Linked DNA regions of Mus musculus: region 1 is linked to region 2. A link is a contact called in public Hi-C data. All regions are on one chromosome and are shown on one strand. Each heading gives the region's core, a stretch centred on a gene start, on an enhancer-like site or on the middle of the called end of the contact. The rest is flanking DNA. Distances are from core to core; before and after follow the strand shown.

Region 1 (3,788 bases), core at 322-2,821, 88 kb before region 2:
ACCCAAAAAATGGGAGATGTGAGGCCCACAGTGATCCTCTTATTACAAAGCACTTAGCTTCCATTTATGACACGAATTTATTCTTTATATTGACAACAGTATGACACCCTGCCAAAATCTTGTTCTATGGATTGCCCTTTCGCTGTCTACTAGCATTTCCTTTAGTCTAGCACCAACTACTGCACATTCAGAGCCTCTACAATTCCAATATTCATATTTATACCCAACAAATGGCCTGTGCATACCTTTTCATTCACTAAAGGCATTTACATCAAATTCGATAAAAATCCTCTGGTGGTCTATGCTCCGTCTAGAATTGTCTTATAATTTATTCTGCTCATTCAGATTCTTGTCCACAGGACAACAGGTCCTTAGTTATACTTTCTTCTTAGATTTGTTAAGCAAGGATGCCCGCAGGAACCCTTGGTGTGTTCTGACATTCTCACCACTGCTTCGTTGACTTTAGGTTTAATATGCCTCACGATGACAGCAATAAATGCAAAGAAGAAGGAGTTAAGAGTCCCCAGCATGTCATGGCACCAACACTGAACTTCTACACCAACCCCTGGATGTGGTCAAAGTGCAGTCGGAAATACATCACTGAGTTCCTAGAGTAAGACCTAAGCGCTCTCTTAGTATCAGCCACTGGTGCATCCCTTCTCAGCCTGTGGATAGCAACCCTTTGGGGGTCGAATATCAGATACCTTCCATATCAGACATTTAGATTATTATTCTTAACAGTAGCAAAATTACAGTTAAGAAGCATCAACAAGATAATTCTCTGGTTGGGGGTCACCACTATGTGAGGAACTGTGTTTAAGAGTCACAGCATTAGGAAGGCTGAGAACTGCTGCTCTAGTGCCTGGCCTATCTGAAGTAACCCATGAAGGGGAAGAAAACGGAATCTGGCATTCTTTTTGTCTTGTTGTTCTTGATAACATTCCTTAGAGGAGAAAAAAATTTTACTCTATAACATCTGTTAGCTCATAGCCTTGCCAATGTTTGGAAGATTACAAACTGATCTGAGCACAAAGCAGGGTCTGTAAAGGAACTATGCAAATATTTCTGTGTTTGTGTAAATGCTTTGAGATTTATTCAGGCCTTTGCAGAGTGCTCTGATGATGAAGGGCCCAAATATTTATGTACTGCTAACCTAGTAATCGTGGCTTGGGAAGAAGTGGGATAATGAGAGGTTGCCAGAAGAGAGTATGTGATGGAAATAAGGGCATTCTCTGTCTCTCTGTCTCTCTCTGTCCCTCTCTCTCTCTCTGTCTCTCTCTCCCCACCCCTGCTTCCCCCCTCCTTATGTCCTTTTTTTTAAGGTTCCTCAAAGACTCAATTATGTTATACAATGCTCACACATCACAGCCTCAGTGGTCTCCTTTCCCAGAAGTGCAGAAGGTTAAGCAATTGCCTCAGGTCACTGGTTTATATTTCTGCAACCACAAATGGAGAGGGCTTTGTTAATCAGAACTTAGCTGGTGCAGATTTTCCAGGAAAGAAACCTGGATGAACTGGAGGGCCGATGTTTTCCTTCTAAGCAGGTGGCTTGAGATGCTATCTTGCTATGAGTCATTGAGCCCTTACTCATTGTTCAGCAAACACTTACTGAATGCCTTGTGTTACAGACCAGGCCCAGTACAAAGATAATCATAGTTGTGGCCCTAAGATGCTTACTGTCTATTGGGAAGGATTTAAAAAAAATGACTCCTACAGGAGATTAGTGCTCCTTCCCCTGACTGTATCGTATGTGTAGAATATCTTTCTACAGAAATACAACTTTCGATTCTAGACTTACCCTTGACCTAACTGTGAATGAAAAGAATAAAGGCCAAAAGGACCAGTCCTTGCTGCCATTAGGTACATGTGTGGCCTTTGCTTGTCTCTGCAACCCTCAAGAGCCTGTCTCACCATCTGTATGTTTCTGATTCCCATAGCACTGGGTACGGAGAGTGCTTGCTGAATGAACCTGCATCCAGGACCTATCCTTTGCCTTCCCAACTGCCCGGCCTTCTCTACAACGTGAATAAACAATGTGAACTGATTTTTGGGCCAGGCTCTCAAGTGTGCCCCTATATGGTAAGTGTTCGGGGTAGTCTCTGCCCGCAACTGGTGATTCTGGACTTGCTTATGGTCACCTTTTCCACTTGATTCTCACTCGGAATCAGTTACCCAAGTGAAGGTTCAGAATAAACTGGCTCTCCGTAGTTGTGTCTGAGGCTGTGGTGGGCTCAGTAGATTCTCACTGCATTCCTGAGACACGGCAAAGGGGAGATGGCATTGTCATTTGCAGCGAGTGGGACAAGAACCTAGGTTAAGGAGGTCAGGTCATCGCTCTCCTTGTGTGCCCTTCAGCTTGTAAAAGTAACCCGAATTAGGGACTCCTCTAGATCTGTACAAGGAATTCATGAGCCAATCCTGGCTTCCTGACATAACTTGTCAGGGGTGTGTTCTGTGACCAGCTGGGTCACTTCTGATCACTTCTGATCATCATCTAGCTGGCTGGGTGGCTGGGTGGTATTTTGATGTGTGAGATAAGGATCTGTGTAGATAAGAGGACATATGCTTTGTCCTCAGGTGCCTCAGGCTGGGTCTTTGGGAACGTGAGTTAGTTTTGCTGAAGAGGGCCTTCAGTAATGGTTGGTGGAATGAGAAATAGAGGGATTCTGCAGAAATGATTTAAAAGTTCAAGGAACTCCATCGAAAATGATGTCTACTTCTCTGTCACTCATACAGAAATAAAGCCATTGGGTTGAGCATGATAGTGTTGAGGCAGAATGATAGAAAACCATCCCGAGGCCAGCATAAGTGGAGTAATTCTGTCTCAGAATGTCCTAGGGTGAGGGAAGGCCAATGGGAAAGAGATCAAGCACACTTTAGTGTCACCTTTTAATAAACTATTACACGGCAGTGACAATGCTCAGTACTTGGAAATATACACCAGAACCGACTGTGTGAGAGCATATGCCTTCAACATCAGAAGGAGAATGACAAGTACTAAAAATCCAGGTGGCTAGAGGCTTCTTTTTCATGTTTTTTAAAACATGAGTCCCTGGTAACTTTTAAACGTTTCTCCTATAAGTATGGTTTGCTTTAATAATTAGGATAAAGCTAAGGATTTAGAACCATCTCTTAAAGTATACCTCAAGAGCCTGGAGGTTTGGCTCAGTAGATAAAACTCTTCCCTTGAAAGCAGGAAGAGCCAAGTTTGATTCCTAGAACCAGTGTGAAAATGCTGTGTGGTAGCCCTGGCTTAATCCCAGCGCTAGGGAGGCACTGACAGGAAAAATCCGTGTCTTGCTGGCCAGCCAGTCCAGCCTAACTGGTAAGCTCCATGCCTCTGAGAGACCCTGCCTCAAAGAACGGAGGTGCTGTTACTGAAGATGACACCAGGGCTGTCCTCTGGCTTCCCCGCATGCATGTGTGAGCACACCTGAACATACAACAACACACAAAGAATATACCTTGGATATAACCTTAAGTATGGATATACTTAAAGTATATTCATGGGCTAATTGTTAAAAGATAGTCAATAGGAACCTTAAAGGCTGTGTCTCACAGGTGGCATAGAGAATCCTGAAGGCATGTGCACTGCTAAAGAGAGTCACCTCTGGGGTAAATGAATGTGGGAATTGGAACTTGGGATGAATGTACAAGGCCTTAGCTTCCCTGTGAGTTGTTCTTTTCCCTTCATTTGGTAATGATGGGAAAATAATTAGCTATTATATTATTTTATGTGTGAGAAATATATTTTAGCATTTTTTCTATATTTCCTCCTACAACCTCTA
Region 2 (3,812 bases), core at 823-3,322:
GAGGGAGGCAAAACCTGGAAGATCTCTGGTGCTTCTTGGCTAGCCAATATAGCTGAATCTGTGATTCTGGGTTCAGTGAGAGAGCCTTTCTCAAAAAAGAGAGTGATTGGGGAAGAAACCTAACATTGAATACTAGCCACCATATGCATGCCTATAGATATGTACTTCACCACCATTCGCTACATACACAAAGGGGTTTCATTTACTTAACAACCTAATTAGTACTAGACACTCTAAAGGTCTTTCCCATTTTTCTTTGTTGTGAGAACGTTATGCGATTTTTTTTAAACTTACCAGCTTTGTGTCAAATTCCAATGTGTTCACATTACTATTCTCTTTGTATTTCTGTTGTACATTGTTCTAGAAGTATATTCTTGGATTTAAGACCCCAAATCCAAATAGCCAGAACTCTTTGATTGTTGTAATGACACTTGAATATTTCTGTCATTTGCTGGGTAACTCCAGTCCTTTTCCAGCGCAGCCAGTATTATAACTCACATAGCCCCTGTGAGCATTAAGTGGCTGTTGTTTGGAGACAAAGCCATTCGTGGTATTTAAGAGTCCTCCCCTTATCCTTCCCAGAACATAATGACTTTAAAGTCTGGTTTCTTGTGGGTCACAAACTCATTCAATTCAATTAATCCAATTAAACCCAAACAATGGCAACGATGTTGGGATGAAGCATTGTCTTCCGCGCCCTTTGATGTGAGCTGTGAGGCTCTTCTCCAGCATAGATTTCTCTGAAACAATAGCATTTCTCAAGCTGCCTTCTACGAAAGAGCCTAAGCTGCAGCAGCATCCACTTGGGTATACATATGTCTTAACAAACTTTCCGTCTTTCACGGAGCACCTTGAATTTCCCTACAAGCAAATTAGACAAGCGTGCAGTTGTAGAGTCTGGTTTTGTTTTAGAAGAAGACCTCCTTTTGGGTACATGGCATGAATGTCAGATAACTTTGTTTCTCAACACCAGGCAAATTAATAGTGACTGATTTATGTCCACCCCCCAAATTGCTAATAACCTTTAATAACCAAGTGCAGTGTTATGCAGTTCTCTCTAATCAAAGGTTGCCTTTGGTTTCTGACTGCCAAAATCTTAATAAAGACAATAATTCTTGGCTTGCCCATAAGTGAGATTATGCAACCAACAATGAGGAAACCATTAAAAAATTAATTTAGGGGAAAGTTAATTGGTGTTTTGCAACTTGGTCAACAAAATGTTTCCTCGTGATTAATGGGATTTTTTCAAGAGCTGAAAACATTAAGCCTGAGGAAATTATTTTTCCTTATTAGCTTTTATTCTTCATCTATTCATTTGAGATTATGAGGAGGCACAGATAGTTAAGTGAATTCCATGATTTAAACAAACAAACAAACAACAAGCGAGGCAATGTTCTGTCTCCAGGAATAGAAACTAGAAAAATAAGAGGGCAGGAGAAAGTCCTTCTGCTTATATGGCCTTAATTGTCAATGGTTGGCTCTCTATGGGTTACGCTATAGAACCGCATCTCCCAATTTTCCCAAGCCATCCATCTTCCAGGATGGAAGTCATGCACAGTGTTTCGTTTGTCTGTTTCAATGTGGCACCATTACTTCTGGATGGTGGTGTTTCCCCACAATCTCTCCTCCCTCTGACATCCCCTGAGAGTTTTGGTTCCTCCCCACTTGTGGCTCCTGCACCCTGCCCAGCACTGGCAGTTACCAGTGCTTTTAGAACTTGCCTTAGTGTCCCCCTCCTTGGAAATGAGAAAGCATTTTGACTGCTGTGAAAAATCATTGGATTAAGAAAGCATTGCCCTCCTCTGTGACCCACCCCTTCCCGCCCTCCAGAAGGGAGCCGAAGTGCCTACTTACATCCTGTGTCTTCTCAGTGCTCTGTGTCCTGTGGCCAAGGCGTGCAGCAGAGGCATGTGGGCTGTCAGATCGGGACACACAAAGCAGCCAGAGAGAGTGAGTGCAGCTCCTACAGCAGACCAGAGTCGGAGCGTGTCTGCCAAGCCTCACCATGTCCTCTCTACACTTGGAGGGCAGAGCAGTGGCAACAAGTAAGTAAAGCCATGAAGTAAGTGCACACCAGCCTGCGTGTCGCTCCACCCCCTTGTTAGCATCAGCTCCACACCCTATGGAGCCTGCAAAGCCATTGAATGGAGTGGCATTGCTGGCTCCTTCCCAAAGGAGCTGTTTGCTGTCAGGCTCTAGGCAATTCCTGTTTGCGTTTCTCCCTGTGGTCTTGAGTATCCCAGAGCTGGGGTCACTGAAATGGAAAGGAAAAAAAACAGCTTTAACATGCCTCAGGCCAAGAGTATAAGCATACAGACAACTTTCACTTCACAGGAGGGGAGATGATGGGCAGAACATTTAATATATGTTTGGATTTGGTTAGCCTGTGTTCATTTGAATAGCCGTAACATGCAAGTATTTGAGGTAAAGCTTACTCTGTATTTTTCCTTTTCGTGTGCCATTGACGATCAGGGAGAGAAAACGGGCTCTCGTGTGAAATACTCATTAATTAGGGTAGAATTTCCAGTGTTTTCAACCCATGGTAGAATCCACATGAAGTGTTGAGTTAATATAGAAATATGCTGGACTTATTTTTCTTCTACTCCCCAAGTTAATGCTTGACTTTAGCAGACATTTAAGTGTCTGTGCTGGAAAGTCCATTGCTGGGGGAAGGGGGAGAGGAGGGTAGAGGTGGTATAAGACATTAGGGGGAGGTAACCCCAATTTCCAGAACAGAATGCTAGGTTATAGAAAGAGTAGGACAGAATTAGAAAGTCAAATCAGATCTGCTGACCCCGGAATGACATAAAAGACGCACACTGCTGGAGAGGCAAGATGGAGGAGCCGCCTGCACTGAGCGTGGCTCACAACCCAAGGTAGCGTGGTTTGAGGATGTTTGTTCTGCACTTGGCTGTGCTGGGAGCTTTCTGTCTGTCCGTCCTCTCACTTTGTCTTTTGGATGACACCTAGATGAGGTGAGTTTAGTTTTTAGTTTTAGGTGGTAAAACTAAGATTCAGACAGACTTTGCCAGTTGTCCAAGGGCCCCACATCTAGCAGCTAGAGGAAGCCACCCATGACCCTGTTTGATATCTCTCATCTTTATGATTTCCTACTGTATTCTGCACCTCTGGGATTGGCTTCCCAGCCCTGCTCTCCCCAGTCCCTTCCGGTAATGGATCCATTCCTTACTACAGTGGTTCATCTCTTTAGGAACGCTTCCTTCTTCATCTGCTTGGTCATGTTGCTTGTTTTCCTTCTAGACTTCTCTTGCTTCTGTCAGATAGTATCTGGGACAATACCTAACACAGTTAAGTTTAAGATTATTTGAACTTGAGCCAGATAGGTTATCAGGAACTTGTATGCTTAGAAAAATATCACTGTGGTCCCTATCTCAGCTGTGCCATCAATAGCCACGTGACTCAGAGCAAGAATTCTTATCTCTCTGAGTCTTGGCTTGCCATCTGTAGGATGGGAATGGTAGTAGCTTTGTAGAGCTGTTTTGAGGAAGTTGGAAAGGACACTAATCTGTCATCCACTGCAGTCTCAGGACTGGCTGGGTCAGACAAAGAAGAGGTTAACTCATCTCTCTGACTCACTGAGACTTTCGACTATCTTTGGGATTCCTACTTCAGACTCATCCCTGTCTGTTTTCTCCACCTTGATCTTCACTCCATAATGAACTCTGTGTCTCTGTCGCAAAGATCAAGAGGTGAGAAAGTACTCATAGACAAGGCAAAGCTAACTGCTTATGCTGCAGCCAGCATTTGAGAGTTCAGAAGCCAATCACGAGCACCACAGGCTCCATTCCCAA

The links. Hi-C and Micro-C count contacts between places; a contact is called where the count stands out from the background.
Region 1: a contact with region 2 is called in a Hi-C map of the N1E-115 cell line, with 2.6 times the contacts expected there. The contact joins the enhancer-like site here to the promoter of A730049H05Rik in region 2. A contact is called at or near these places in 7 of 39 promoter capture datasets (the 3T3-L1 cell line, 3T3-L1-derived adipocytes, Sertoli cells and 4 more), 2 of 484 Hi-C or Micro-C datasets (the N1E-115 cell line and nephron progenitors), 5 of 115 datasets of contacts at active chromatin or transcription factors (embryonic stem cells, extraembryonic endoderm stem cells, stem cell-derived neural progenitor cells and 1 more) and 3 of 9 other capture datasets (adipose tissue, liver and pancreatic islet).

Annotation. Positions count from the first base shown.
Region 1 is chr6:92,901,979-92,905,766 of GRCm38.p6, reverse strand. It overlaps Adamts9 (a disintegrin-like and metallopeptidase (reprolysin type) with thrombospondin type 1 motif, 9), which reads left to right. Exons shown (of 40, transcript NM_175314.4): 9 at 467-613; 10 at 1,938-2,079. Among named protein-coding and RNA genes, the nearest start is that of Gm15737, 35 kb to the right of the region's middle. Within about 2 kb of position 1,571, at least 20 of the 459 cell types and tissues checked have an H3K27ac peak or open chromatin away from gene starts, as enhancers often do. A contact at or near this core is called in the N1E-115 cell line and trophoblast stem cells, where this site is marked.
Region 2 is chr6:92,814,703-92,818,514 of GRCm38.p6, reverse strand. It overlaps A730049H05Rik (RIKEN cDNA A730049H05 gene), which reads right to left and starts at 2,072. Exons shown (of 5, transcript NR_169152.1): 1 at 1,855-2,072. It overlaps Adamts9 (a disintegrin-like and metallopeptidase (reprolysin type) with thrombospondin type 1 motif, 9), which reads left to right. Exons shown (of 40, transcript NM_175314.4): 30 at 1,872-2,045.